Regions from separate parts of the Sus scrofa genome. Here regions 1, 3, 4, 5 and 6 are each linked to region 2. The links are chromatin contacts, called in public Hi-C and HiChIP or PLAC-seq maps. All regions are on one chromosome and are shown on one strand. Each heading gives the region's core, a stretch centred on a gene start, on an enhancer-like site or on the middle of the called end of the contact. The rest is flanking DNA. Distances are from core to core; before and after follow the strand shown.

Region 1 (4,838 bases), core at 1,590-4,089, 230 kb after region 2:
AGGGAAGGAACTTTGATGTGTTTCTCTTTTTTTTTTTTTTTAGGCAGCATATGGAGGTTCCCAGTCTAGGGGTCAAATCAGAGCTGTAGCTGCTGGTCTATACAACAGCCACAGCAATGGTGGCTCCGAGCCGCATCTGCGACCCACACCACAGCTCATGGCAATGCTGAATCTTTAACCCACTGAGCGAGGCCAGGGATAGAAACTGCATCCTCATGGATGCTAGTCAGATTGTTTCCACTGAGCCACACCGGGACCTCAGTATCTCCAATGTGCTTTTCTCTTGAACAGGTCAGCCTTCCGTTTCTTTTCCCCTTTCATCTCTGTTTCTCCCTCAGGCACCTCCAGGAGAATCTCCCTAAACAAGAAAGTCACATTCTCCACATTCTTTGTAGGGCATATCAGGCTTCTCAGGGGCAAAAGCCACCATTTTGGCTATAAATCCTTCTGTAGAAGAGGGGAGGTGGAGGAGGAGGAAAGAGAGGAGGGAGGGGCAGGGGCTTTGGCTTTTCATCCCAAAGCCACTCCCTTCCCACCTGGTTGGCCTCTGAACTTGCAGGTTCTCTGTGCTCCAAGGAAGAACACCCTTGAGGGGCCGTTTGGTGCTGGGCATCCCCTCCTTACCAATCCCCTGCTTATTTTCCAGCTCAGTTATGATTTGTTTTCTTTGTTTCTTTCTTCTCTCTTTCCTCCTCCCTTAAGGTCTTTCCTTCAGTCCTGTCCCTGTGCCCTAGAGAGGGGACCCTCAGAGGCAAGGTGTCAGGACCGCCCCCCCCACCAGGCGATCTCTGGTAAGGTCCTGCCTCCAAGCTCAGTCACTGTGGGGAAATGAAGAAGAGCCACTTCTCTTTCCCAAAGGACCCTGGGCTGGCTTCTCCTACTAGCTTGTGGTGACAGGCTGTGACTAAGCCAGGGTCACGATGAGTCACCCGCAGCAAGGAAGGTGCCCTTGGCTCCCCACCCCTTCCCAGAGCAGGCCCAGGGGTGTGTGAAGTGGGTCCGGAAGAGGTGCGTTATTCATGTAAGGCCATAAAACCCAGGGCTGACTGATTTTTTTAAAATGACTTTCTAAATGAATATTTAGAAAAGGGGGGGAAGTCTATTTCTGCCATATTTCCCCCACCCCTCATCTCCTGCCATTGCTATCCCAGAAGTCTGAGGATATAGAAGTGTGACCAGAGAGCTCTTTTCTTTCTAGGATTTGTTTTTTCTTTTTCTTTTTTCCTTTTTTTTTTTTTTTTTTTTTGCTTTTTAGGGCCACATTTGTGGCATGTGGAGGTTCCCAGGCTAGAAGTTGAATCGGAGCTATAGCTGCCGGTCTACGCCACAGCCATGGCAACGCCAGATCCGAGCCATGTCTTCCGACCTACACCACAGCTCACGGCAATGCCAGGATCCTAAACCCACTGAGCGGGGCCAGGAGCGAACCCGCAACCTCATGGTTCCTAGTCAGATTCCTTTCCGCTGCGCCACGATGGGATCGCCTCATTCCAGGATTTGAATCTCAGTTCCCAACTCAGCAGCCATGTGTCCCAGGACAAGTTACCAAACTTCTGAGCTTCATCTGTAAAATGGGAATAGTTGTAAAATACCAATCCAGAAGGTTGAGAAGATTAAATGAGAGACCTACCTAAGGGCAGTTAGCACTATGCCTGGCAGGTAAAATTCCCTAAATAAGTGTTAGTTATTCTTATGAGGCAATTATGGAGTGCCTCCTACACTTGATGCCTAGCCTTTGAGGAGATCTAGCATGGAACACGGACTTGTAAATCGAAAGATTACAATACAATGGGTAATACAACAGGTAGAACCATAAGAGAGATAACCTGGGAGTTCTAACACCTGGAGACTGTTAAAAGTTTTACACAGGGTAGCAGCACACTCAGAGCTATAATTGAGAAAAATACAACTTGGCAGATGTGTGCTATGCAATTAGGGGCAGCAAGACTATAGAATACCAGAGACAGGCTGTCATAGGAATACAGATATAGATATGGAATATAGAGATAGCAGTGATCGTGACGGCAGGGAGAGTAGAGGATATCCAAGGCCAGACTTAGAGAATCTGGGCAGATGACTTGAAAGCCTCAACAGAGAGGACTCCATATGTCTCCTTGACTTGGCACACTCTGGTCCCTTTGTCTTGAATGCTTTTCCCCAACTGCCATTCAATATTCAGCTCAAGCCACTGGGAAGTACTCTTGGGTTCCTCTAAAGCATGGATTAGGGGGCCCTGCTCTATGTTCCTAGAGCCCCTTGTCCTTACCCCCATCAAATGGCTTGGCATCCCTTCGTCATGGCCTGTTTCCTGGTTCCTCCCACGGGGTCTGAGAATTCCCCGAGGGAAGGGCCCAGCCTAGATGACCTCTGCGACCGAAAGGCAAACGTGGTGTCAACTGTTTGCTGAATGAATCAGTGAAAACAAGAGCTTAACAGATCTGAAAATATTCAGAAAATATTCGTCTCAGGGAACTCAGGCCCTGAGGCCACATCACCTTTTCTACTCCAATTCTGTCTCCTAGTTGCTGCCCAGAAGCACCGGGCCTTCCAGGAAATTGAAGCCTGGACTAGCCAGAACCGCGTGGCCAACAGCGCACAGACAAACTTCTGCGGACTGCTAGTTGAGGCCCCGCCCCTCGGCCCTAGACGCCGCCTCTCCACTCTCTGCAGTCCCTGTCCCCACCAGGCGGCGACGCCCAAGAGTCCGCATGCGCAGTGAGCGCGCGAGCCGCCCCTTGCCCTTCTCCCAATGGCGGGCGGCAGTCCCCTTCCCGGCATCCTCCCGGAGGCAGGGAGTACGTCATTTCCGGTGGGGAAGGCCCGCGGCCGCCGCCGCCATTTCAGGCGCTGCTGTGAAGCGGAGACCCGAGCCGGTCCGCTGGGCGGCGGGCGCCGGGACTGGAGGGGCGCGCGCGGCGGCGGCGGCCCAGCGTGTAGGCGCGGAGTCGGCCATGGCGGGCAACTTCGACTCGGAGGAGCGGAGTAGCTGGTACTGGGGGCGGCTGAGCCGGCAGGAGGCGGTGGCGCTGTTGCAGGGCCAGCGGCACGGGGTGTTCCTGGTGCGGGACTCGAGCACCAGCCCCGGGGACTATGTGCTCAGCGTCTCCGAGAACTCGCGCGTCTCCCACTACATCATCAACAGCAGCGGCCCGCGCCCGCCAGTGCCACCGTCGCCCGCCCAGCCTCCGCCCGGTGAGGGACGGAAGGGACGGGAGGCCCCGGGCGGGGGTTAGGGCCGCCGAACTCCCCAGCCTAGCCGGCTGCTCCTCGAGAGCTGACCCCCACGAGGGACTTGGGCAGCGGGCTGGAGTGACCGTGGCCGGAGGGCAGCCCGCTGTCCGGCTCGCTCCCACGGACGAGCGGGAGTGTGTGGGGGAGGAGGAGCCGCTGACCCAGGCCTCTGGGTGTGACTTGGGAGGACAGCCCAGGGGAAGGGGAACTGTTTCGGCCCCAGGGTGGGGCTAGCGCCCGTGCAGGGCCAGGCAACGTGGGGACAAAGAGCTGAGGGGGATGTTGGCACTGCGGGGGCATCACTTGGCAGCGGTGCCCGGAATGAATCCGATAATCCTACAAGTGGCTTTTTAGGCTTGAAACATTTCCTGCAGTGTTGGAGAGCCGGGTTTGGCTATACTCCCCTGGTGGCCTTTGGTAGGAAGTCACCGCATACCGGCCGGGAGGGATGGAGACACCCTCAGGAAACCGGTCAGCTTTTTCCTTTCTTGGGCATTTTTCCAAAATACTTTTACCGTCCTCTTCCCCCGCGGAGGACGAAGGTGGTGAGCTAAGTGCCTTGGTTATAGAAGAAAGGTCCCCTGTCACCAGCCCAGAATAAGCTGATGCCCGGCTGACTGTGCCGAGGAGATCCTGGTGTCCAGCGACTGTCTTTGACAATTAAGGGGTTGTAGTTTTCAAAGCGAATAGTGGAGGAAAGAATTTTTTTTTTTTTCAGGAAATAAACCAGATATACGCCAATGGAAACAATCCCTTCCCTGAAAGTGAATGGAACTTCATTTTTCCTTGGACTTCAGCATTGTCAGTCTTATACTGCAGGGTCTCTCCTTGCTCAGTAGGTTGGGGGTTGTTGCCTGAATTTTCCTAGATATGTCTGTCTTATACATAACATGGGCTGTTTGGGGAGTGTGAAGAGGATTTATGCACTTGGTACTTGAAGTTTGTGAGGTACAGAGTAATTCTGAGGCTGTTGTTACCTGTGTAACAGCACCTAGGGTCTTAGTGCCTTTTCACGCTCACCAAGCTGAAGCAGTTTCCTCCTGACCAGTTGAAACTAGATTCAGGCTAGTCTCACATGAATTGAAAGTCTCCTGAACTAGCCCTTTGCAGACTTGCCCTTTTAGAATAATCCTAATTTAGATTTATCCCCTCTGACCCGAAATGGGAAGATGAAATAGTTTCTCTTGTTAACACATACCAATTTTAAAAAGAGTGTGGAATCTTTAAGCCCACAAATTATCCTAGGTCTTTCTCAGTCTGATTGGTTTTATAACATTATAACCTGAGATGGGAATAGGTATGTAACATGTATTTACCCTAAACCGGATGTATTCGAGTTTTTACCACCTTCCTAGTGTCTGGGGTTTTGCGTTGCTGGGCAGTGACACAGCAAATGATCATTGGAACTCAATTCTTGACCTTTTGTTTGTGTATGTGTTTTGTTGGTTACAAAATTTGGAAATGGCAGGCAGTTTTGTTTGAGCTTTCCCCACATCTTGGTGTTAGAACTTTAATCTCAGATCTTACCTTAATACTGAGCTCCACCTTTTCATAACAGATAGGAGGTCAGATCCTTGGCCCAAGAGAGAAGGTGAAGATTGCCAGAG
Region 2 (4,492 bases), core at 280-2,779:
CCTCTAGTGGTTCTGGCTTGCAATGCAACAATGACCTTGAGTGTAATTAACCTTACCTCTCAAGACAGTTCTTTCCTTCTCTTAAATAGGGATGTCCTGGCAATACTGGGCACTGGTGTACTAAGATTTCTGAGGCACTGACACCTTCCTCAATCTGAGCCCTAAAACCATGGTTTTCCAAATGTATGATGTACTTCTGATTGAGACCCTGGAATCTGAATTTTTAACAAGCAACAGAATTAAGCAGGTAATTTCCAAGCTGCATCTTGCAATAGAATGCTCTGTGCAGCTCTATTCTCAAATGCTTCCTGAATCCCAACCCACTACCCTTAGGTTTTGGGGAATCTGGTACCAAATTAGCCACTCCCCTTTGCCAATCTCAGTATTGAGTTTCTTGGAGTTCATGGCTTGGATGGTCAGGGAGCGAGGCTGCAGAGCCCCAGCAGTCAGCCTGTGTTGAATGTTAGCTCTTGCTGCTGATCTGGAAGAAAAGTGAAGGAGGCTGGAATTCCCTCCTGCTGCAGAGGAAACGAATCCTCCTAGTATCCAGACAGGGGGTTGATCCCGGGTCTCGCTCAGTGGGTTAAGGATCTGGTGTTGCCATAAGCTGTGGTGTAGGTCGCAGATGTGGCTAAACATTAGTGCACCAACTGTGGGCCAGGTATTGTAGTAAGTGTTTTCAAACATACTTCTTTTGGAGTTCCCCTTGTGGCCCAGTGGAAAAGAATATGACTAGTAACCATGAGGTTGTGGGTTCAATCCCTGGCCTTGATCAGCGGGTTAAGTACTTCCATAAGCAGCAAGTTCGGCCCTAAAAAAAAAAAAAAAAAGCAAACATACTTCTATTTATTTATTTATGGCAATGCCCATGGCATGCAGAAGTTCCCCAGCCTGGAATCAAACCTGACCAAAGCAGTGACCTGAGCCACAGCAGGGATAATGCTGAATCCTTAACTACTAGGCCACCAGGGAACTCCAAACATATTCCTTTTTAAATCCCTACAATAAGCCATGCACTTATTATACATTCTATATTTTTGGGGGGTCTTTTAAAAAAAATTTTTTTTTGTCTTTTTAGGGCCGCACCCATGGCACATGGAGGTTCCCGGGCTAGTGGTCTAGTCAGAGCTACAGCTGCCAGCCTACACCAGAGCCACAGCAATGCCAGATCCGAGCCGCGTCTGCGACCTACACCACAGGTCATGGCAATGCCTAATCCTTCACCCATTGATCAAGGCCAGGGATTGAACTCACAACCTCTTGGTTCCTAGTCAGATTTGTTTTTGCTGTGCCACAACGGGAACTCCTACATTCTATTTTGTAAATGAAAAAAATGAGGCTTAAAGATGTTAAGCATCTTCATCAAACTCAGAGCTAGTAAGGGAGTTCCCATTGTGACTTAGCAGGTTAAGAACCCAACTAGTATCCATGAGGATGTGGATTCGATCCCAGGCCTCGCTCGGTGGGTTAAGGATCCAGCACTGCTGCAAGCTGCAGTGTAGGTTGCAGATGGGGCCCAAATCTGGGGTTGCTGTGGCTGTGGCCCCAGCTGCAGCTCAGATTTGACGCCTAGCCTAGGAACTTTCATATGTCACAGATGTGGCCCTAAAAAAAAAAATCAAAAACCTCACATCTGGTAAGAGCTTGCATTTGAATACAAGTTTGTCTAACTCAATGATTCTCAACTGGGGGCGCTTTTGGCCTCCAGGGGACATTTGGTAATGTCTGCAGACAGTTTTGATTGTCATAAGTAAGGTGTGTGTGTGTGTGTGTGCTGATAGCATCTAATTTGGCTGGGGATGCTGGCAAAAAAGCTGCTATGTACAGGACAGCTTCCGCAAGAAACTATCCAGTCCCAATGTCAATAGTGCTGTGACTGAGAAATCCTGGACTTGAAGCCTGTGCTTTTGCCCTATAGGGAGGGAGGGTGGGGGCATGAAAAGTTAGAACGAGATGGGAAAGGGCCTCCTCCAAGGGGTGAAAAGGGAATGGGGCTTCTATGCTAAGGATAGTGGAGAACAGGGCCAGCTGGTGAGATTTCTTTCTTCCAGGCTTGGCCAAGACCCTGCTCAGCTTCTCCCAACCTTGCCAATTCAGTCCTGGGACTTCACACTAAGCTTGTCCTGGAGTGACCCTGACTCCCAGCTCCAGGCTGGGGCAAAATATTGACCTGGGTCTTCGGGCAGGACTTCCCAGCCAAAGCCCCTGATCCCTGGGGCCATTGCGTGCCACCTGCAGCCCTTGGGCAGCTACACATTAACACCTTTGCAATGAAGGGGTGAAAGTGTTAAAAATGGAGCAGGGCCAGGCCGTGTCTAAGGAGTTAGAAGTGGAGTAACAGGTAAAGCCAGGAGGATCCCGTAGCAAAACCCTGTCTGGAGAGGAAATGGAGCAGGGAGGAGGAGACAGCTTGACCCTGAGGAGGCTTGTTTCCATAACCATTCATCTCTAGGCTTGGTCCTCAGCTTCACTGAACCTTCCCCAGTACCTCTTCCTGGAGCACCTACATACCCCGCCAGCCACCATTCTGGGCCTCCCCAGTAGTGGCCTCCCTATGAGACTGGGGAGGACGGGTCTGAGCTGACTTTGCTGACAGGAAATACCTCTCCTTCCAAGCTCAGAGCCTCTGAAGAACTAACCAGCAGCTTGGGGGAGGGAGGAAGGAGAGGGCGGAGGAGGAAGACAGTCTTGGAGAGGGAAGAGGGAAGAACGTACAAGCAGGTCCTCCATATTTGGGGTTCCATCTCTTTTCTTCCCTCACCCCATGAGGGGGTGGGGATAAGGGGATAGAGGAGGGCAGAACTGGAGGAGGATGTGGTAACAGCTGATTCGTCCCCGGAGGTCAGACTTTCCAACAATCAGCTGTTACTGGGGTGGAAGGCAGGAAGTTTCCTTAAAGGCACAATGTTCTGAACACAGGTTCAGAATTCTGGAGCTCCTAGGAACCATAGCGGTCCCGTGGCAGAGCCCTTGTTGTCATCCTCCATTGGGAGCTTACAGAAAAGTCTTGTATCCCTGTCCACACGTTCCTTTTTGGTGGTGGTGGTGGAGAGGCGCGAGTGATGAGGTGGGGTGGGTCTCAGACTTGCCCCTTTAAATCAGTGGTTCCGCAGCTTTTGCCAAGTCATTGGGTTCCTTTCCTTTCCTTTTTTTTTTTTTTTTTGGTGGGTTTTTTTTTTTTTCCCCTATCTCCCGCCCCTCTATGCTCTGATTGGCCTCTGGGAAAGGAGCTGCCTCCTCATTGGTCTCCACCTTTGAAATCTCTTCCTTAAGTAGGCCTGAGTCAGGGAAAAGCTTCTAGAGGGCGGGACAGAATGGGGGTGTTAGGCAGGGGATGGGATTGCTGGCCAGTTGCACTTTGCCCCGGCCTGTCCCCTGACCACAAATCTAACTTCGACCCTCAGGTGAACCCTGTGCTCTGAATCCTTCGTTAGGAAGCTGCTGCTTGAGAGGCCCTGTCTCTGCGACTGGGGCGAGACATCTTCTACAAGAAGTCTCCTCAGAAGCGCCCTCCAGGAGGGGTGTACTAGACCTCTCCCCTGAAAGCTGGGGCCAGGCGAGGTGGGCAGTCCTCCCTCCCCCCAAACGCCCACAGGAATTTGTATCCCAAAGGAAGAGCCTGGCTGCCATGGGGCTGATTTCCACCTTCAGTTCGGCTCACTCCTGCTAACTCTCCTGCTCCACCTTTCCTTTGAGAGCTGTCGCTTCCCGCAAGAGGTCAGCGAATCCGTTTTGAGAGGCTGTCTAAAAGGATCACTCACGGCTCCAAAAAGGAGGGGCTGTGCCCTTTAAGGACTTCGCCGGGATGGATTCCGAGTTGAGTTTAAAAATGCCAACTCACAGAGCGCGCTGGATTCTGGGAGCGAAGCGTCAGACCGAGAACTACATTGACCAGTATGCACTGCAAACACACACGCCTTTACTTCCTTCTGCTCTTCGGGAGTCGGGTTTGACGTAGTGCTCCTCTAAGCGAGCAGCCTAGGAGGAGGACTGAGCCACACCTTTTCACCTATTGGCCAGCTTGCCAGTCTGTGGGCGTGGCTTAGCGCAACTCCGCTAGGCAAGGGGGTGGCCTCCATGCCAATCAGTGCTAAAACGGCAGGGGAGGCGGGAACGAGGGGAAGTGCAGGCGCCCCCGAGTGGGTGTGGTCACGCTGCCCAGCAGTGGGCGGTGATTGGCCCTGGGCGGTGCGATCGCAGCTTGTGCGTCACGACGCCGCCAGCTGATCGGAGACTGGAGCCGGTGTGTGCTGGGCGCTGGGAAGAGACAGCGCCGCCGGCCGTGGGGATCGGACGCACTGATTCGCTCCCCTGCTCTCAGCACCCCCTCCACCCAGCACCAGGTGGGTGTGAGCTGGGGTCCCGGACGCACAGGAGGGAACCGTGCTAACGGGGTAATGGGGGAAAGTAGGGTCCTGACGGCCACACCCTGCCCTTCCGGGAGAGGAGAGAGGGGGTGGCGGGGGCTGGGGAGCTCTGGGGGAGTGGGGCC
Region 3 (4,469 bases), core at 1,916-4,415, 210 kb before region 2:
ACTCCTTTCTGCATCTGGCACCACCCTCCTCCCAGGTACCCTCAGCCCAAGAACTGGACCCGCGGATGACCCCCTCTCCCCACCCTCCCCATTCTCCCTCGGCATCCTTCCAGCCTGCTCCCTGCCTCCAGCCTAGGCCAGGCCACCCACTTCTCCCGACCACAGCAGCCTCCCTGCTCCTCTGGTCGTCACCCAATCCAGCCTTCACACGGCAACCAGATTCTACAAGGCCGCACCAGCTCCTGTCTCCCTTGTTTCAAAACCCTCAGTGATTCCTTTGCCTTGACAGCTTGGCTGTCAAGTCCTCCTCCCTTGCCCCACCTGCAGCCTCACCCTCCCCTCACCCCACTCCCCACCTTGAACTTTGAAGTCTGGGTCTAAGGAACTTTTTCAAAACCTCCGCTGAACTGTGCTCTAGGGATTTCCACAAGCAGCTGCTGCCGCCTAGAACCCGCTGCTGTCCTCTTCCCCGTCATGCTCATCCTTCAGGACTCAGCTGAGTCCATCACTTCCTCTGGGGAAGCTTCCAGGGGAGTGGTCCTTGATGTCCCACAACACCCTGTACTTCTGGTCATAGTACTATTTTCTTGTGACTCCCTCCACCCCCGCCCCCACTACCCCCTGAGCCACCCGGGAACTCCCCAGATGAAAGTCTTTATTTGGGAGGGATCCTAAGACACGCCAGGAGGCAAGCAGGGAATGAGACAGAGAAGGGGAGAAGCCAGTAAGAGGCACGTTGTCGTGGGCCACCAAGAACTTCATCCCACTGGGAAACTTCAGATGCAGTCTAGACCATGCACCTCAACATTGTCTCACCCCAAGGGGAGGGAGCTGGGGTATTTATACACAGCTCCCATCCCTCACTGGCCGAGCATTGTTCCCCTGGAAGGAGCAAAGACAGTTTCACTTGCCAGAGAAGGCCCTTGGGCAAAGGCCTGCAGCTTCTGGCTGTTGGAAGTCAGTCTGGTATGTGCTGAACTCGCAAGAGCTCCCTCCCCTAACTCGGCCCTGGGGGGAGAGGGCTATAAAACCCATTATCTCTTAGGGTTTCCTTACCCACTCTTCTCATCTTTATTATGTACTCATAAATTACTCAGTTGGACAGTGCTCTGCTTTTCCTACCAAGACCTGACTAATAACAGCATCCTTCACAAAATAAAATGCAGCTCCAGTGTGACATTGTGTAAATAGTATTGAATCAGTAACTAGTGTCATGTCTTTACGAGTTGACTGGAAAGGTTGATTGAATGACTGTCCATATAAGCTAGAACACAAGGCACTTAGTACCCAAACCTAATTTTACCCAAACCTCCAAAACTATAAAAAAAAATTACATCACAATAACCTAGGGGGAGTTCCCGTCGTCGTGGCGCAGTGGTTAACGAATCCGACTAGGAACCATGAGGTTGCGGGTTTGGTCCCTGCCCTTGCTCAGTGGGTTAACAATCCGGCGCTGCCGTGAGCTGTGGTGTAGGTTGCAGACGCGGCTCGGATCCCGAGTTGCTGTGGCTCTGGTGTAGGCCGGTGGCTACAGCTCCAATTGGACCCCTAGCCTGGGAACCTCCATATGCCGCAGGAGCGGCCCAAGAAATAGCAAAAAAAAAACCAACCAACCAAACAAACAAACAAAAACACAGTAACCTAGGGCTTGAAGGAAAAAAAAAAAAACTTCCTATCAGGAAGCAGGAGGGAACAGGTTTTATTTTTCGTTCTTTGTTTTTTAGTGAGGGGGATGGAGAAAAGCATCTCATTGTTTTCCCTGAACACACCTTGTTAAGAGCAGAAACAGCAAGTTGTCTTAGCCCCAAGTTACAGATGAGAACACTGAGGCTCAGAGGGGCTGGAGAGCTCATCTAGGGCCCCGGGCTGCTGCCTCACCCCACCCCAGCTCTGTTCCTCCGTTAGCAGAGGACACTAACAGGTGCAGAAAGAGTGGCCAGTGGGGCGGCAGGGGACGGCCAGCAGGGCAGGATTTGTGTTGGGAAAGAGACAGCACTCAGGAAAGTTTACGGTTGTACTTGGCAGATTTTTTTATGGAACAAAATTTGCACTATTGATTCTGTGGCAAATGAAAAACCTCTCGTGGACATTCTGGGCTTCAGAGATCTGAAATGTTTAAACGAGGCTGGACTGAACCTGAGGAGACAAAATTGCCAGGCGAAGCTGAGCTCAGGTGGTACCTGGGATGAGAAAACTCTGCCTGTTCTGCGCTCTCTCCCGGGGCTGCTGTCAAGTAGCAATGGTTATCACCTTCCTGTGATTGGCCCACTGCCCCTGGTGGGCTGGTATTTCTGCCTTTGATAAAGAGATGTGATCTCAGCGACTCAAGGTGGCCCATTGGAAATGGGGGATTATTGCAAAGAGATGCATGACCTGGGCTCCAGAAGCCTCCAGGGGAGGAGAGGCAGCTCTAGGAAGTGGCAGCCACTCTGTGGCCCTCTCATGGCCTCTCCTTCCATCCCCGCCAGCTGCTCTTTCTCCTGCCCCACTCTCTGCACCCATGACTTTTCACCTTGCACAAGGCTCCATATGGCCACCTAGGGCTGCTTACTCTTTTTTTTTTTCTTTTTTTTTCTTTTTAGGGCTGCACCCGTGGATATGAAGGTTCCCAGGCTAGGGGTTAAATCGGAGCTATAGCTCCTGGCCACAGTCACAGCCACAGCAACGCAGGATCCGAGCCTCGTCTGCAGCCTACACCACAGCTCATGACAACGCTGGATCCTTAACCCACTGAGCGAGGCCAGGAATCAAACCTGCAACCTTATGGTTCCCAGTTGGATTCGTTTCCGCTGCTTACTCCTCAAGACAGTCTTTCACCCTCTCTTCCCACCTCGAATTGCCCCACATACTTGGGGTTCTCAGCTTTATTTCCCAGAAGGAAAACCCCATTTGAGCCAGCTGTGTTTTCCCACGTCAGACCATGTCTAGATCTCGATCACCTGGGGATTATCTATCCACGGAGGAGATGAGCTGGCCGCCTTTTAGAGGTCCTGGGGAGGGCTCTCTCCACTGACAAACACTGAACAGCAGTTGAGTGCCTGCCTTTGGCTGGCCTGGCACCGAGGATGCAGCAATGAACAAAACCCTAGTCCTCTGTTCTTACAGAGCTTACGTTCCAGAGAGGAGGTTAGACAATGCTATTGTGTATTCCAGCTCTGTTTTGTCGAGGGCTGGTAGGTGCTTAGCAGAAAATTAACAGAGTTCATTAAGGAACAGAAGGTGACCAGAGAGCTGTTGTTTTGTTTTGTATTTTTTTTGGCTGCCCCAAGGCACATGGAGTTCCCGGGCCAGGGATCAGATCCGAGTCACAGTTACGACCTATGCCGCAGCTGCCTGCAGCAACGCTGGATCCTTTAACCCACTGTGCTGGGCCAGGGATCCAACCTGCGTCCTGGCGCTGCAGAGACACCGCCGATCTTGTTGCCCCACAGTGGGAACTCCGGAGCTGTTATTTTAGAAAGAGAGGCTGGGAAGTCTTTCTGATAAGGTAACATTTGAACAGAGGCCTAAGGGAAGTCAAGGAGGGCTCTTTGCAGCTACCAGGGAAGCGTTTTCTAGACAGAGGGAACAGCAATGGCCAAGGCCTGGAGGCAGGAGTATGCTTGATACAATACCTGGCTGCCTGGGGGACTGGAGCTCTGAGTGGGGCAGGCGTTCTGAGCCCATGGAATCGTTTCAAGTTCCTTTGGAGAGGACCAGAGCTTGGGGTCAGCCCCAAGTCCACCAGCCACTTGGTCAAGGGGCAGGGGGAGCCCAAACACAGACCGAATAACAGCTATGGTGGTGGGTCTTGGGAATCTCCATTCCCATTGGGGTCAGACTCTTCTCCTTGGCTGTTAATGTGGTCCAGGCTACAGCCTGGGCATAAGGGCAAAGGTCAGTTCCCATAAGCCCTTGCCTTTTCTCCAAAGCATGAAACACAGACCTGAGTCCTGCGAAAGGTCTTGTTTTTTTTTTTTACCCGCTGCCTCATATATACATCAGCCTTTTCTCCTTGGAGTGAAAATTTTGAACTTCTCAAATAATGCATACACATGGACAGATAATTTTGGAAAACCACAGATTGGCAAAAAGAAAATCACTCTAATCCCACAGCCGAAGAGTGGGAACGCCCATCCCTCCCAGGGCGTTTGGTGCATCTTTCCTTGTGCCCCCCCCCCTTGATAAATTACAGTAGGTCTCAAATGCCTTCCTGGGTTGGTCATTCTAATTTTTATTTATTTCCTGGCTGTGGTATAGGATCTCAGTTTCCAGATCAGGGATCAAACTTGGGCCGCAGTGGTGAAAGCACTGAGTCCTAACCATTAGACCACCAGGGAACTCCCTACGTTGGTCATTCTAAGCCTGTTTTCATGGCTGCTGAAAGGCCAGCCCTCTGGGTTCTGCGCCGAGGCTGTTTCCTGTTTTTTGCTGTTAGAGACCATGCTGCAGCCCACACGTGTGTGTACACCTTGGCCCATGTGTGGGCT
Region 4 (4,583 bases), core at 126-2,625, 200 kb after region 2:
GTGGTGTCATGCAGGACCAGACACTCGGGAATGGGGTCGAGACCTGGGTTCTAATCGGATTTCCATCTCTCCGGTGCCCCAGGGGTCTCAGTTGTCTATAAAATCCAAATAATGTTCCCATTCACAAGGTTACTGTGAGAGAACAATTGCCAAAACCAAACGCTCGAGCCAGCTCTTCCTTCTGATTAACGGAGCCCTGGGGCTGGGTCTCAGGGCTCCTGACTCCAGGGGTCCCCGCTTCTCCTCCCGTTTGTGGCCCATGCTTGTTCTCCATTGTGCCCACCTCTCTCTGTCGCTCTTAGGGCTCCACACGCCCTACCCCTGCCCGGAGGGCCGAGTCCAGCAGGGATCGAGAGGCGGGAAAGGGGGGGAGGGTGCTCCCCCTCCTCTTGGCCCCAGTCAGGATATGGCGGCTCTGGGCCCAGCCCTGACCGCTGGGTGGAAACAGGAAATGTGTGAGACTTGGTGTGCGCTGGGTCTCTGCGCCTGGCTCCACGGCTGATAAGGGCCATTGTGTGGCCGCCAGGGATGATCCTGCCCTGGATAGATGTGCTTCCCGGAGGAAGGAAGGAAGCTTTGCTGGCCTTTCCTGGGCGGGGGAAGCCGAGGGCAGGGAAGGAAGGGTGCCTGGGGGAAGGTGCCTACCCCAGGGGCTGTCAAGGCCAGCGTTGCCCCACCGGACCCTGCCCCTCCCATGCCAGCGTCTGACTCTGGAAAGGTCGCTTTCCCCATCCACTTCCCTCTCCGCACTTCCTATAAGGAATGGCCTGAGATCCAAGGGCTCAGTCCCAGGCCAGGAAAGTGTCAGCTGTGATTTAGCAACAATGAAGATAGAAAAACAGGAACGTCTGGGGGTGGGGAGCATCTGAGGGTGGCGAGGAAAAGTAAGGGGCAAATAGGACCCAGCTACCCACTGCCACGCCACCCGGCGACCCATCTCTTAAACGTTTGAGGCTCCAGAGGAGGATGGGACAGGGACCTCCTCCCCGTGCCCTCCTGCCTCCCAGCTAAACCCCTCTGCCAACATGGCCAGCTGCCAGAAGCAGCCCTGGCCTCTCAAACTCCAGGGGCTCACCTGCTGCTGCAGGAGGCAGGCAAGCTCGGGGGACAGGCAGGCGGGGCAGTGCCTACTGATGCATCCTCTTGGCTTGGGGCAGGATGCACATTTGGGGAGTGGTCACAGCTCTCCAGCGGACACCAGTGAGAACACCCGGCCGTGAAGCTGCTGGGGGGAAAAACTTCCTACCCTTTGACCTGGAGCTCAGGGTCCCTCGTGGGTGGCTACATCAGCTCCTCTGGTTACCTGGGACAACAGGCATTTCCTCCATCCCTCAGCCCCTCCTCTTCCTGCCCCAACCCCGCTGGGCCAAGAGGCTTCCCAATCAGACCTGGGCTGCTCCAGCTGTGTCCTGAGGCGCTGGACCAGACACATCCCCTGGGGCTGAAGTTGAAGCTGAACCAAGTGGCCATCCCAGCTTAAGATCAGATTCCTGGTTCCGGCAACAGGCAGAGCCAGCAGGCAGGCAAGCGGGCTTTTGCTCAGAGGCCCCAGTGCTCAGCACGCTGGCTATCCACAGGCGGAATGGCACTGCAAGTGGAGCTGATACCCACGGGGGAGATCATCCGTGTGGTTCATCCCCACAGGCCCTGCAAGCTAGTAAGCTGGGAAGCTCTGGGCTGGGAGGAAGGGTGGCTGTATCTGCCCAGGGCCCAGCAGACCCTTCTCAAGCAAACCCCTTGAGAAGGCAGTGAGCAGTGGGGAAGCGTTCTGATCCCTGGTGGAACAGAGACAAACCGGGCAAGAAGGGGTAAATGGAAGGAAGGTTGAGGGTTTAAGCCTATAAGGAGCAGGGTTTCAAAGCCGGGATCTGGGTTTGAATCCCTTCTCCTCCAGCTCCCTGATCCTCAGCGGGCTGGGCTATGAACTGGTGACAGAGCCGCTCTGAGATCTAAGGACCAGTGCACATGAACCTCCAGGTGCACAGTACAGGCTCAGTTAAAGCCGCCGCTTTCCCGTCTGGCCTGAAGAAATGACGCCCACCGGCTCAGCGCGGTAGCGTGGGCGGGAAGGCAGGTGAAGGGGGCATGGTAGTCACAAATGGGAAAGAACTGACTTGGCCTGGCATGCAGGGCAGGGTCGGGTTTGCTCTGGGGATGCAAAGGCGCCCTACGATGAGAAGCGAGAACCCCATAAGACACCCACTCGCCCAGGACTGCAGCGAGTGGGCCGGGTCTTCGGTCGGAGGAGGGTGCGTGTGTGTGTGTGTGTGTGTGTGTGTGTGTGTGTGTGTGTGTGTGTGTACCTGTGAGTGTGAATGACTGTGACTCGCCTCGTCCCGGGAGAGCTGGCTGCGGAGTGCGCTGCACCAAGCCTCCGCGGACACGAACGCAGACCTGGCCGGGCGGGCAGGCGGGCGAACGGGGCGGGGCCGGAGGGTGCGCGCGCGGGGCCTGAGCCCTGCCCGGGATGACGACAGGCAGCGGCCCGGCCCCGGGCGGGCCCTGGGCGGGGAGAGCGTGCCGGGGCCGCGGACTCCGGAGCCGGCCACGCCGCCCAGCCTGGCCCCCGCCCGCGCACCCGAGAAGCCGAGCCGGTGGGTACGCGGGGCGCGGGGCGGGCCGTAGCCGGGGCGGCGGGGGGTGGGCTCCGCTGGCGGGCAGGATGGGGGAGAGGGAGAGCGGCCGGGCGGCGACCTAGGCCCGGAGCTACCGTTCGGGAGGCGGGGTCGCCGGCGCGGAGACTGCGAGGGCCGAGGGTCGGCTCGGCCTGGCCGGGGCAGGGCCCCAGAACCTGGCGGCTCCAGGATTGGGCTGATGGAAACGTGGATTCGTTGCGGGTAACGTGAGGGCGAGGAGGAGCGTCCTGGGGGCGGGGGTACCCTGCGCGCCCTTTGGGGCCCTCCGACTGCCAGCTTTGCCTCCGGGTTCCGGAGAAGCCGCCCCGGCCCCGCCCCTTCCCGTTCCCCGCCCACGGGCCCCGCCGAGGCAGGAGCCCCCGCGTGTGAGTGTGGCGGATGGGGGGCTCTGAGATGAATGAGAGAATGAATGGCTGGCCCATGGCCTATTCAATGCCAGGCACGCTCCGGCTTCCTGCTCACCCTCCCGGGCTCTGTGGGTTCATTCATTCAGGCGGGCGTCCACGAGGGGCGTTGAGCCCCCACTGGGTGCCGGCCTGGGTGAGAGACTGACAAGGAAACATCCAAACAGAGCGGATTGCGATGAGGAGAGGGCTGTGTGTTTTCGGGGAGTCAGGAAGGGGCTCTGGAGGAAGTGATACCCGAACTGAGTCTTCAAGGACCACCAAGAGTCAGTCAGGTGGGGAGGGGGTTGGGTCGTCCAAGGATGCTGCAGGTGCAAAGGCGAGAAGCTTAGAGCCCCACGGCTGGTGGCAGGGGTAGGCGTAGCTCCTCCTGGCTGTGCCTGGTGGTGAGGGAGGCATGGGGAGACAAGGGACTGGAGAGGGCTACCCATGTGGCCACGCGGGAACGGGACGCGGGGGAGCAGTGGGGGCTGCTGGAAGAAACAGTGGGTGTGCTTGGCACATGGAGGAGTGCCCTATAAACCTTCACTCTGTTAACGTGAGCTGTTAATTGATTGGATTTGGATTTGTAAAAACCACCGGCTGCTGTGGGAAAATGAATTGGAGGGAGGAAGGCAGGGAGGCCAGTGTGGAGGCTGCTTGCTTACTCCGGCAGGGAGAGGGAGGGTGGAGCAGTGATACAGGAGCAGAGGGGAAGTTCCAGCAAGTGGTGACTCGTTGGTGTGAGGAGTGGAAGGAGGAGGGCAGGGCTTTTGGTGCCAAAGAAGTGATGACTTAGCTGGAGGTGGCTCCCTCCTCTCAACATACAGGATCTTGAACAAGGAGGATAGGTTAGGGGGCAAGGTGCTTTGTGTCTTTCTGCTAGACCCTCAGGCAGAGGCATCTGGCAGGCAAAAAGCCCCTGGTTCTGGAACCAGAGTGTACAGCCCTAGACCGGGGCCCAGAGAGCTCTCAGGTAGAATCCCTAGTCTTCACCTTCTCCATTCCCCCTCAAAACATTTACCTTGAGTCTGGAACAGTCCTTGGTGGGGCAGCCTGGGCCCGGACCTAAGGTGTGTTCGATACACAGAAGTTGAGCCACTGTTCTGTGCCCAGCATGAGCTGTGAGTGAGATAGGCTATGGTTATTTTGTTTTCTTTTTTTCTTTTTTGTCTTTTAGGACTGCACCTGAGGCATACGGAGGTTCCCAGGCTAGGGGTCACTTTGGAGCTGTAGCCTCCAGCCTATGCCACAGCCATAGCAACGTGGGATCTGAGCCGCGTCTGTGACCTACACCACAGCTCATGGCAACACCAGATCCTTAACCCACTGAGCAAGGCCAGGGATCCAACCCACATCCTCTTGGATGCTAGTCAGGTTCGTTAACCGCTGAGCCACGATGGGAACTCCTCTCTTTTCTCAAGTTTTATTGAAGTAGAGTTGATTTACAATGTTGTGATAATTTCTGTTTTACAACAGAGTGATTCAGTTATACATGTATACACATCCATTCTCCCTCAGATTCTTTTCCCACATAGATTATCACAGATTATTGGGTAGAGTT
Region 5 (4,753 bases), core at 661-3,160, 180 kb after region 2:
CCTCCTCCACCTGCTGTCCCAGTTCAAAAGCATCTGCATGAACTGAACCAGAATTTCCAAAGGTCCGCTGGATCTGGGGCTCCAGCCCACATAAACTTGAGAAGGGATGTCCCTGGTTTGTTCCATCCCTACGGACAGTGTTGCTGCTGGGCAATGGTGTTGGCTTCTTTTAAGTACCTTCCTTCCCTCCTTTCCACCCCTCAAACTGACTAGCACTCCGAGAGGCACATGACACAAGGCTCAGCTCCACTGGTGGCAACTGAGGATGTGCCATGCCCCTTCAGACCAGCAGCTTCCATTAGAGTTCCAGGGCCAGTAGTCCCAGTTGGAGGCAGCAGTGCCTCTGTAGGAGGGGTGCTGGACTCTGGCCTTCTCATGGAGAGCGGTTGGAGACAGGGTCAGTATTGTGGGCACATGTATACCTTCCCAAATTCTCTTAAAGTCCCTGCTGGGACTCCCTGACTTATTTTAGTTGGTTCCTAGTGCTACTTCTTTTACAAAATACACTTTGTAGAACTGATTAGATTACCTTGTTTATTTCATGTGAGTTTGTGCCTTTTTGTCTCAATCTTCCAATACAGATATATTGGGGGAAAAAAGCAGTCTAATAAAATCCTAGACAGAGCTTTCTGGAGTCCAGCTTATTGGTGATGTCCTTCTGTCCATTTTACAATTTAGATATTCTCCAACTCTGGCTGACATCCCCCATTTTACCAAGGAAGGACTAGAAAAGGTACAGGATATCTCCGAAAAGTTGTGCAGGTCTATTTCCGTAAATTAAAACATCCCCTTATTTTATTTATGCAGATATCCCATATCTGAATGTAACTTGACCATTTTCTGCTGGCAATATTTCCTTTTCGCTTTTGTCTTCCCTCTTCACATTCCGCCCCTTTCCCATCCTACCAAGCAAAACATTTATTTAAGAGAGCCCTTACCCTGGCTTTTGGGCCTGGGAATCTCATGAAGCTTGTCTGTAAAAGTGTGCATGTTTCTGGGGAAAGTCACACCAGGTCACACCAGTCACACCAGGCTCTCACCAGGTCTTCAAAGGAATCCCATGCACTGTCCCACCCCTCCGTCTCCCAAATGTTAAGAACCAGTGATTTGAAGGAAATCATAGTTAATCTTTGGCACAGTAAATATTCACGTTTGGTCGTAAAACAGAGGCAGCGACTTAGTTTTCATTCAGTGATGGGTAACTTTCGGAGTTCAGGAGCCCCTAAACGTCCAATGTGTAATAGTTTGCATGAGTCTGAAAAGCTGGAAACACTTGAACATGGGAGTGGAGAATGGAGGCGCTCAGTGATCAAGAGGAGAGATGACCTGTAACGGGGGCGGGGGGGTGGGGGACTGGATTATATAGGCCGACAACGGCTGGGTTGCGCCCCTTCGCCCCTCTGGGCATTGAGAACCTGGACGGAGCGATGAGGACCGAGGCCCCAGACCACGTTCAGTAACAGTGAGCCTGGGCACGCAGGAGAGCTTCGCTTGGGCGTGGCAGCGACTTCCGCCGGAAGACGACTCCTCCCGGCCGGCCTTACGCGAGGCACCCTGGGAGCCGCGGGGGCGGTGTCTGGATCGCCGCCCCGCCCCCGCCGGGCGGGGCAGTGTTGCGTCGGGTTCTGATGACAGGAGGACACGCCCCTTGCGTTCCCGCGTCCCCTTGGCCCCTTTCCCCTCCGCCTTTCACCGTTTCGCGCTCGTTGGAGAGTCCCGCCTCTTCCCCCGGGCCGCGCCACCCAGAGCCTTCCGTGCGCCTAGGCCCCGCCTCTTACGGAAGCCGAGGCGGAGGGTCGGAATCCGGAAGAAAAACAATCGAGCGAGTGAGCTGACCGGCACCTGCTACCCGATCGGGACAGATCAAGCCAGGATCCGCTGAGGCTGGGAGACGCGAACCAGCCGGGGCACCGCGTGGGAACGATGGCTGCCACGAACCCCCAGACCGAACCGAGAAGCAGGACGCTCAGGTGAGGAAGGCGGCTACAGGCAGGCCCGCCTGCTCCGGGCGGAATCACTGCCTCCGACTCAGTTGGGGCTGCGGATCTGGGGCAGAACCAGACTGGGAGAGAAGGGGCCAGACCTACAGGGCTGCTTCTAATTCAGAGGCCTCCCACATTCTCCCAGGTCGGTACGAGAGGGCTATGTTGGGCTTGAACCTCGCGCCCCCTCCAAACTTAGGCTGCTAAGCTCGTTCCCTCTTGGGGGCTCCAAGTAGGTGTTCCAGTTGGCTTCTTGAGGAGGCAGCAGTGTTGAGCTGTTTGAAGTTAAAAACATAACAAAGCATTCACTCCTTAGCTTTGGAGTAGAAATCTTATTCTTTGGATCAGCACATACATCATGGGGTCTGCCTGATCCCGTTGTGACCTCCTGAAATCCGAAATCAGATTTGGATAACATCCTTTAGTGAAGTGATAATAGCCTGGTCCCATGCTTGCTCTTTAACGAGGAACAACGCTAATCACCAGCTCAGAGCCGGTCACGATGCAAGGATTTGCTGCTAATCGTCCTTCGTAAAAGTGGGAACCAAAAATCCCGGCTTTGGCTCTCCATGCACTTAGAGCAGGCCCCTGGAAGAACAAGGAGCCTTGCAGTGAAAGGGCTGCCTTCCTTCCTCCTCCGTTGGACAGCAGGGGGAGATCGTAAACAATCGAAGCACAGAATCTCTGGCCGAGGGCCTGGGAAGGTGGTTTTTGTATTGTTTTGTTGATGTTCGTAGGGAGGGGCAGGAAGTTGCTGTACGCTGGCCAAGAATTTCTTGCAGTTGTGCTTTTTAGAACATGGACCTCGAAGAACAGCGTCTGGTGGGGAAGAGATGTTAGGGACATTCTGTCCTTCTCTCCCACCCCCCACGATGGGTCGACTGCTGTTAGAGATTCGCCTCCTTGTGATGTGCCTAGGAGTCACCTGAGGCTTGGTGGCTCTAATTGGTCTCTGCAGGGTTCGTAGCCCCTGCCTGCCCTGTACTCCACACAGTCTGGAGGCTTCCTGGGAGCGCTGCTTTAACTCTTCAAATGAAGAGATTTGCGAGTCTGTCCTTCCCCGGAGCCTCAGATGGGATCCAGTGTTATTGAGAGCTTCTGATTCGATGTGTTGCTTCCCAAGTGTTTGTATGAACATGGAAAATGTTATCCAGCTGATGACGTTTCCCAAAAGAGGCTAGACTCTTGAGATGTTGAGAAACTTGTTATTTGGAATCTTCTTAGGCTCTCTGAGATGCTTGGCAGAATTGGTTATGCTCCAGGAAGGAGTGGGAAGGAAATGTGGTGTCTTTATCTCTGTTATTTTTGAAATTCCTCTGTCTTGTAGTCCTAAGCCATCTCACAAGGTGAAAATTGAAACCTCCAGAATCTCTCTGGTGGTGGACGGAACCCATGGATTGAAGGGTGGGGAGCTGGAAGTTGACTGACCCATAGATGACTGCTGAGGTGTGAAGGGCTGGTGGAATTAATAAATCTCTGGACTCTCCACCCCATCGCCACCCCTTCCCTCGCCTGACTTTTGGGCCACGCTGGTAGCTCTCCTAGTGTGCTGGCAGCTCTGCACTGGCGTTGCCAGGCACAGGCAGCCATGGGCCTACACAGAGGAGCCAATCCAGGGTGGGAATTTCCTGCTTCAGGGGATAGAGGTGAAGGGGCCCTGTGCCCTCCTCCAGATGCAGAAACATGCGTTTCCCATTCTGACTCCGCCGACTGTGGGATTGTGGTGCAGCCCTTCGCCCACCCAGCCCCCGGTCTGGTACCTGGACGACATCTCATCCTCCTTCCTCCGTGGCTTCCCTTCTCAGCATACATGTCGTGACGTGGAACGTGGCCTCTGCAGCACCCCCTCCAGACCTCAGTGATCTGCTCCAGCTGCACACCCCGAACCTGAATCTGGACGTGTATGTCATTGGGTAGGTGTCTGCAGGGCCCGTCCGCCACCCCTGTGTCTGAGCTCAGGTAAGCCCGACCGGTCCCAAGTTGTCCCCGTGGGGAACCGCTGTCGCCTGGACACCCTTGCTCTGGGGCCTGAAGGCCTGGAGCTTTCAGGCTGCGTCAGGGCCATGCAGCGTCTGTTCTCCTGGGTCATAAAGGGCAAGGGGCTGCCCATCATCAGCCAGGGGAGGGGAGACCACCGTCACGAGAACCCGAGGCCAGCTGAGGGCAGGACTAAAAGTCCGAGGCAGAGGCAGGGCCCTCCTGGCCGGGGGAAGGCCTCTGACCTGGGATGGGCAGTTTGCAGGAAATGAACTGTGGGATCATGAGCCTCCTTTCTGACACTGCCTTTGAAGACCCGTGGAGCAGTTTCTTCATGGATGTGCTTTCCCCTCTGAGCTTCGTCAAGGTAACTTACAGTTCACGGGCACCTGGGAAGTGTGTCTCCCCTCCTGCACGCATCCCTAGTCCCTTGGTCTCCCTCTCAGGCTCTCGGGCTCTTTCCCTTTTTTGAAAGGCCCCAACCTCAGGTGCAGTCGCAGCTGGTTCCCTGGGGCTCCTACCTGCCTTGTGTCTTTCCAAGGTAGCTGGAGCTGAGCTGGGACCCCAGGGGCTAGTTTAACAGCTAGATATTTTTCAGGTTGAGAGAATTCCTTAGGGAGGCGCAGCAGGGCTTAGTAACACCTCAGGGCTCACCCCCCACCCCATCTCCACTCACATGCCCCGCCCGGAGTACAGTGATTGCTGTCCTCTATAGAGTACTTACTTGATATTAAGCATTATAAATAAACTCTTATATACATTATTTTAAAATCTTAACATGCTTGGTGGCTCAG
Region 6 (4,899 bases), core at 1,649-4,148, 130 kb after region 2:
GCTGTTTAGCTTAAGAAACAAGGCTCAGGTATTTCTTTTCATGGTTGTTTTCCTCTCGATTTCCCCCAGGGCCCTGAACGGTTCTCCAAGCTCCCTCATTTCGGTTTCTGCCTAAACTTGGCCCTTCCACGAGTCTCCCCTGACCATCCCACCGAAACCCCAGCCCTGCCCAGTCACCTGGTTCAGCCTCTTCACACCATGCATCTCCGCTCGAAGTTATTTCTGCATTTGTTTATATTCTTCCTGGCCCCACTGAACAAGGGAAGGACCTTGTTTTTCTTGGTCACCCCTGTATTGTGAGTGCCTAGAAAAAGGCCCAGGACAGGGCCAGGGGTTCCATCAATATTTATGGAGTGAATGATTAGATTTTTCCAACTAGACTGCAAGTTCCAGACAGCAGGGTTTGGTTACTTCTGGAGGGAGCCAGCACATGGGTGGTTGTGAAATAAGATGTACTGATACAACAGAGAAGGAAAAAACCCTACACCTACACTGGGGGGTCAGGGCACCAGGGTCCAGGCCACTCACTTCATCTGGAATTTTCAGTCATAATATCTCCTCTCTTGGCCTTCCCTCAAGGGGCCTGGGGCTTGGGTTTCTGGGTCAACCCATGTCCCTGCTCTAGGATTTGATGGCGAACAGGTGCAATACTCAGGACTGTCCTGGGACACTGGTCATAGCTTGATGGCATTAGGGCCCCTGCTCCACCCTCCCATCCCAAGTCCTATCTGAGGCAGCCCACTCATCATCACCGGGGTGCCCCTGGAGTCCAGCACTGCTTGTCTGAGCTTGGACCAGAGAAAAGTTTATTGCAGGGCCAAGCAAGGAGAACGCACGGCTTGAGCTCAAAACCCCAAACTTCCTAATGGTTTGGGGGAGAAGTTTTTTTCTTTCTTTCTTTCTTTTTAGGGCCACACTCGTGGCATATGGAGGTTCCCAGGCTAGCAGTTAAATCAGAGCTGTAGCTGCCAGCCTATACCACAGCCACAGCAACATTGCATCCGAGCCCATCTCGTTGAGAACTCCTGGGAGAGGATTTTATAGGCAAAATTGGGGGTAAGGGCTGCAGAGTGTATGACTTCCTTCTGATTGGTTGGGTGAGGTAATGGGGCGGGGCTCCAGGAATCTTGTCTTCTGCCTGTAGTTACCACCTTCCACCTGTGTGGGGGCCCTGTTCCAGCAGCAGAACTCAAAGGTGTTTTTATGTATATTCCTTGAGGAGGAACCAGAACACTGCCCCAAGACTGCACTATGGTTTCTTGCTGCTCCTCCCTTGTCTCTGTAACCCCTCCCTTCCCAGATGAGGGAATTCAAATTCAGTTGTTTGAACCCACTCTTTGGAACTCAGGGAAGGTCAAGGAGGCTGAAGCCTATTCCCCACAAGCAAGAAAGGCCCCACAGGGTCCTGCTCCGTCTCAGAGTTATTTTCTTTCCTGGCCTAGGTCTGTCTGCCCTGTGTTCTCTTGAAGTCAGTGCTGTCCCCCCCAGCTCCCAGGCCAGAGACCTGGGTGGGTTTGCCTCTCTTTTCTCACTCTCACTCTCTCAGCTAATTCGTCAACAGGTCTAGTTGATTTTACCTCCTGAGTTGCTCCTGAATCCATCTCTCCTTCCTTTTTTTCCCCCAGAGCCAAACCTGCGGCATATGGAAGTTCCCAGGCTAGGGGTCGACAGAGCTGCAGCTGCCAGCCAATGCCACAGCCACAGCCACTTGGGATCCAAGACTCTGTGAACTACAACACCGCTCACAGCAACACTGGATCCTTAACCCACTGGGCGAGGCCTGGGATGGAACCCGCATCCTCATGGATACTAGTCGGGTTCATTACCACTGAGCCACAGTGGGAACTCCCATCTCTTCTTTTCCCCCCTTTCCCACCACTATCAGAGCCCACCTCTACCTGGACTTAGGCAGAGGCCTCCCTACTGGTCTCCCTGCCTCTGCTCTGATTCCCTAGGTCCCCTTTTCATCCAGCTGTCAGAGTGAGCCTGACAGCAAACTTGCTTAAAAGCCATAAATGCCCAACCCTGCCCTTAGGATGGACTCCAAACACCTTTTCACTGGCCAGGAACCGCATACTTTGGGTCCAACCCGCTCCCATCTCCTACTGTGCCTCAACCCCCAAATTTGATTTTTGGCCTCAACCACAGTATGCAGAAGTTCCCTGGGCCAGGGATCGAACCCATGCCACAGCAGTGGCCAAGCAACATGCCAAACCGCTGCAGTGACAGCGCCAGATCTTTAACCCCCCTGAGCCACAAGAGAATTCTAATATAGTTTTTCTTTATTTTCAAAAAAATTTTTTTTCCCTCTTTTTATGGCCTCATCTGTGGCACATGAAAGTTCTCCAGCTGGGGTCAAATCAGAGCTACAGCTGAGGCCTACGCCACAGCAACGCCAGATCTGAGCTTCATCTGCGACCTATGCTGCAAATTTACAGTGTTGTGTTAGTTTCAGGTGTACAGCAAAGTGAAATATATATACATATATACGCTCTTTTTCAGATTCCTTTCTCTTATAGGTTATTGCAAAATACTGAGTACAGCGCTATTCAGTAAGTCTTTATTAGTTATCTGTTTTGTACACAGTAGTGTGTATATGTTAATCCCAAACTCCTAATTTATCCCTCCCAATTATTAATATTTTTTGACACAGCCTTTTCCTAGATTTCAAACCACACCACCCTGGAGGCCCATCCCTACAGGGGCATCCCATCCTGCTGCAGTCACCTCTAGGACCCTGCGGGCCCTCTCCCCTCGGCTCCGCCTACCGCCAGGGTCTTGCGCATGCCTGGGGTCCACCCCGGACGCGGATGCTCAGGCCCAGGCCCATTTAAGGACGGGAGGGGGCGGGCCGGGAAGGCTCCGCCTCCGCCCTGAGGTCAGCGCGCAGCGCTGCGTGTGACGCTCTGGTTGCCGCAGAGACGCCCCGCCCCGCGCGGCGCTGCGGAACCGGAGCTCCGGGCGGCGTCGGCAGTGGCGCGGGAGGTGGCGAGGCCAGGGCGGCAGGAGCCGGAGCGGCTACCGCAGCGAGAGCGGCGGCGACAGAGCAGACCACAACGAAGGCGCACAGGCAGCCGAGCCGGGCCACGGGGAGAGCGGCCGCCGGGAAGCGGGCAGGAGGCTGGGCGGGCAGCGGGCAGCTGCCGAGCCGCGAAGCGACATGGTGCTGCTCAAGGAGTAGTGAGTGTCCAGCCGGCGGTGCGGGAGCGAGGAGGGAGGGAGAGCCGAGGATGACGACCAGGGAGGCTGATAGTCTAGCAGAAGGGATGCAGCGGCCGGACGGGGCCCGACGGAATGGAAAGCCCTGGATAGGCTTGTTGGGCGGCACAGCAAGGGGCGAGGGGGACAGCGAGGGCCGGACAGGGCCCGAGGTGGGCCCGACGGGGATAGAGAAGGACAGACAGCACCTGAGGTGGGGTCCAAGGGGCCGTGAAGGCCAAATAGGCTTGAGGAGAGGCCGCGGGGACAATGAGGGCCGGACAGGCCTGAGATGAGGTCAAGGGGACAGGGAGAGCCGGACAGGACATGGGGGGCTGCTGAGGGGAGCGGGAGCACGGGGTAAGATGTGGGGTGGTCCTAGAGTGAAGGCTGAGAGAGGCAAGAGGCAGCCAGAGCTGCAGGAGTGGCAGAGTGTACCCAGAGAGAGGGAGGAGTTGTCTGAGCCTATGAGGAAAGGCGGACAAGGGCAGGCAGGGCCAGGGTGCCGGCCAGTGGTGGGAAAGGGTTTGGGGCTGAACAATACCAAGGGGCACTGGGAGATCAGAAAAGACAGCTTCCAGAATGGAGTTGAGATGATGGGGAAAGAGTGTTGAGGGTAACCTGGGGTATGAGGAGTGGCTGCCTTGGGCATTAGGAGGGTGGTGATCAGTAGACACAGGAAGACGACTGGGGCTGAGTGACAGGGGAAGAGTCTAAGGAGTTAGCAGAGGGGACTGGTTGCCTGACATGATGCCCAGGTGGTGGGCACAGAGGCGGAAGTATTTGGAGTTGGCGGCGCAGGCGGGGAGGGGAGCTTAGGATGTTTGCTTGGAACTTGGAGACGCTTGGGTGAGGAGTCCCGGACATAATGGCCAGGGATAGGGGACAGGGCCAACATGGCCCTGGGGGATTCTCAGTCTTGGTGCAAAGAGATGGGGAAACTGTTTTGAGGAATTATTTTCATAAAGCCATTGACTGAGGAAAGACAGTGAGAGTGAAGGAGTTTCTGAGGAGTGATGCAGAGGCGGGGGGGTTAGCGAGTGACTTCTGGTCAGAGTTTCAGGGAGATGAGCTCGCTCCTGAAATCCAGCGCACTGGGTGACAGGTGGGGATGTTTGTGTGGCTAAATCAAATACGAGGTGACCCATTCCTGAAGCTCCTGGTTCCAAGTAGTCATCTAAGGACTTTTTTCTTCAAAGAGGAGAGATTGGCAGGGTGGGGTGGGGAGGTAGAGCGAGGGATTGGATGTGTACTTTTATTTATTTGTTTACGTATTTTTTTGTGTGTGTCTTTTTTGTATTTTCTTGGGCTGCACCCGCAGCATATGGAGGTTCCCAGGCTAGGGGTCGAATCAGAGCTGTAGCCGCCGGCCTACGCCACAGCCACAGCAACACGGGATCCGAGCCGCGTCTGCGACCTACACCACAGCTCACGGCAATGCCGAATCCTTAACCCACTGAGCAAGGCCAGGGATCAAACCCGCAACCTCGTGGTTCCTAGTGGGATTCGTTAACCACTGAGCCACGATGGGAACTTCTGGATGTGTACTTTTAGAACTTTCTGTGAAACTGTGCCTCCCTGGAGGGGAGGGCAAGTGAGCAGCCTCGGGCCAGAAGCCCGGGAAGCGCGGAAGTGGGAGATGTCCGGGTGAGAGCAGCTGGTGGAGCTCACTCAGCAGCGAGCAGGTGCGTGGAGAGCTGT

What was found. Hi-C and Micro-C count contacts between places; a contact is called where the count stands out from the background. HiChIP or PLAC-seq counts read pairs in DNA pulled down with a chosen protein or histone mark.
Region 1: a contact with region 2 is called in an H3K27ac HiChIP or PLAC-seq map of alveolar macrophages. The contact joins the promoter of CRK here to the promoter of TLCD2 in region 2. A contact is called at or near these places in 2 of 2 datasets of contacts at active chromatin or transcription factors (alveolar macrophages and skeletal muscle).
Region 3: a contact with region 2 is called in a Hi-C map of liver, with 2.8 times the contacts expected there. The contact joins the enhancer-like site here to the promoter of TLCD2 in region 2. A contact is called at or near these places in 3 of 5 promoter capture datasets (fetal liver, fetal skeletal muscle and liver), 7 of 47 Hi-C or Micro-C datasets (embryonic fibroblasts, heart right ventricle, liver and 3 more) and 2 of 2 datasets of contacts at active chromatin or transcription factors (alveolar macrophages and skeletal muscle).
Region 4: a contact with region 2 is called in an H3K27ac HiChIP or PLAC-seq map of alveolar macrophages. The contact joins the promoter of MYO1C here to the promoter of TLCD2 in region 2. A contact is called at or near these places in 2 of 2 datasets of contacts at active chromatin or transcription factors (alveolar macrophages and skeletal muscle).
Region 5: a contact with region 2 is called in a Hi-C map of skeletal muscle, with 3 times the contacts expected there. The contact joins the promoter of INPP5K here to the promoter of TLCD2 in region 2. A contact is called at or near these places in 1 of 5 promoter capture datasets (fetal liver), 2 of 47 Hi-C or Micro-C datasets (liver and skeletal muscle) and 2 of 2 datasets of contacts at active chromatin or transcription factors (alveolar macrophages and skeletal muscle).
Region 6: an H3K27ac HiChIP or PLAC-seq map of alveolar macrophages shows a contact between it and region 2. The contact joins the promoter of PITPNA here to the promoter of TLCD2 in region 2. A contact is called at or near these places in 1 of 5 promoter capture datasets (liver), 4 of 47 Hi-C or Micro-C datasets (embryonic fibroblasts, liver and subcutaneous adipose tissue) and 2 of 2 datasets of contacts at active chromatin or transcription factors (alveolar macrophages and skeletal muscle).

The regions. Positions count from the first base shown.
Region 1 is chr12:47,683,593-47,688,430 of Sscrofa11.1, reverse strand. CRK (CRK proto-oncogene, adaptor protein) reads left to right here and starts at 2,839. Exons shown (of 3, transcript NM_001137636.2): 1 at 2,839-3,192. The coding sequence starts at 2,952. LOC110255905 reads left to right here. Exons shown (of 3, transcript XM_021066311.1): 3 at 2,523-2,719. The coding sequence ends at 2,719.
Region 2 is chr12:47,915,294-47,919,785 of Sscrofa11.1, reverse strand. It overlaps TLCD2 (TLC domain-containing protein 2), which reads left to right and starts at 1,529. Exons shown (of 5, transcript XM_021067585.1): 1 at 1,529-4,343.
Region 3 is chr12:48,129,172-48,133,640 of Sscrofa11.1, reverse strand. The region is part of intron 1 of RTN4RL1 (reticulon-4 receptor-like 1); the gene reads left to right. Among named protein-coding and RNA genes, the nearest start is that of RTN4RL1, 15 kb to the left of the region's middle. Within about 2 kb of position 3,165, at least 2 of the 83 cell types and tissues checked have an H3K27ac peak or open chromatin away from gene starts, as enhancers often do. A contact at or near this core is called in liver, where this site is marked.
Region 4 is chr12:47,712,462-47,717,044 of Sscrofa11.1, reverse strand. MYO1C (unconventional myosin-Ic) reads left to right here and starts at 1,375. Exons shown (of 32, transcript XM_021067559.1): 1 at 1,375-1,657. The coding sequence starts at 1,583.
Region 5 is chr12:47,735,503-47,740,255 of Sscrofa11.1, reverse strand. It overlaps INPP5K (inositol polyphosphate-5-phosphatase K), which reads left to right and starts at 1,910. Exons shown (of 12, transcript NM_001190292.1): 1 at 1,910-1,970; 2 at 3,788-3,895; 3 at 4,218-4,326. The coding sequence starts at 1,924. PITPNA (phosphatidylinositol transfer protein alpha isoform) reads left to right here. Exons shown (of 13, transcript XR_001304419.2): 13 at 1-625.
Region 6 is chr12:47,783,386-47,788,284 of Sscrofa11.1, reverse strand. PITPNA (phosphatidylinositol transfer protein alpha isoform) reads left to right here and starts at 2,898. Exons shown (of 13, transcript XR_001304419.2): 1 at 2,898-3,180.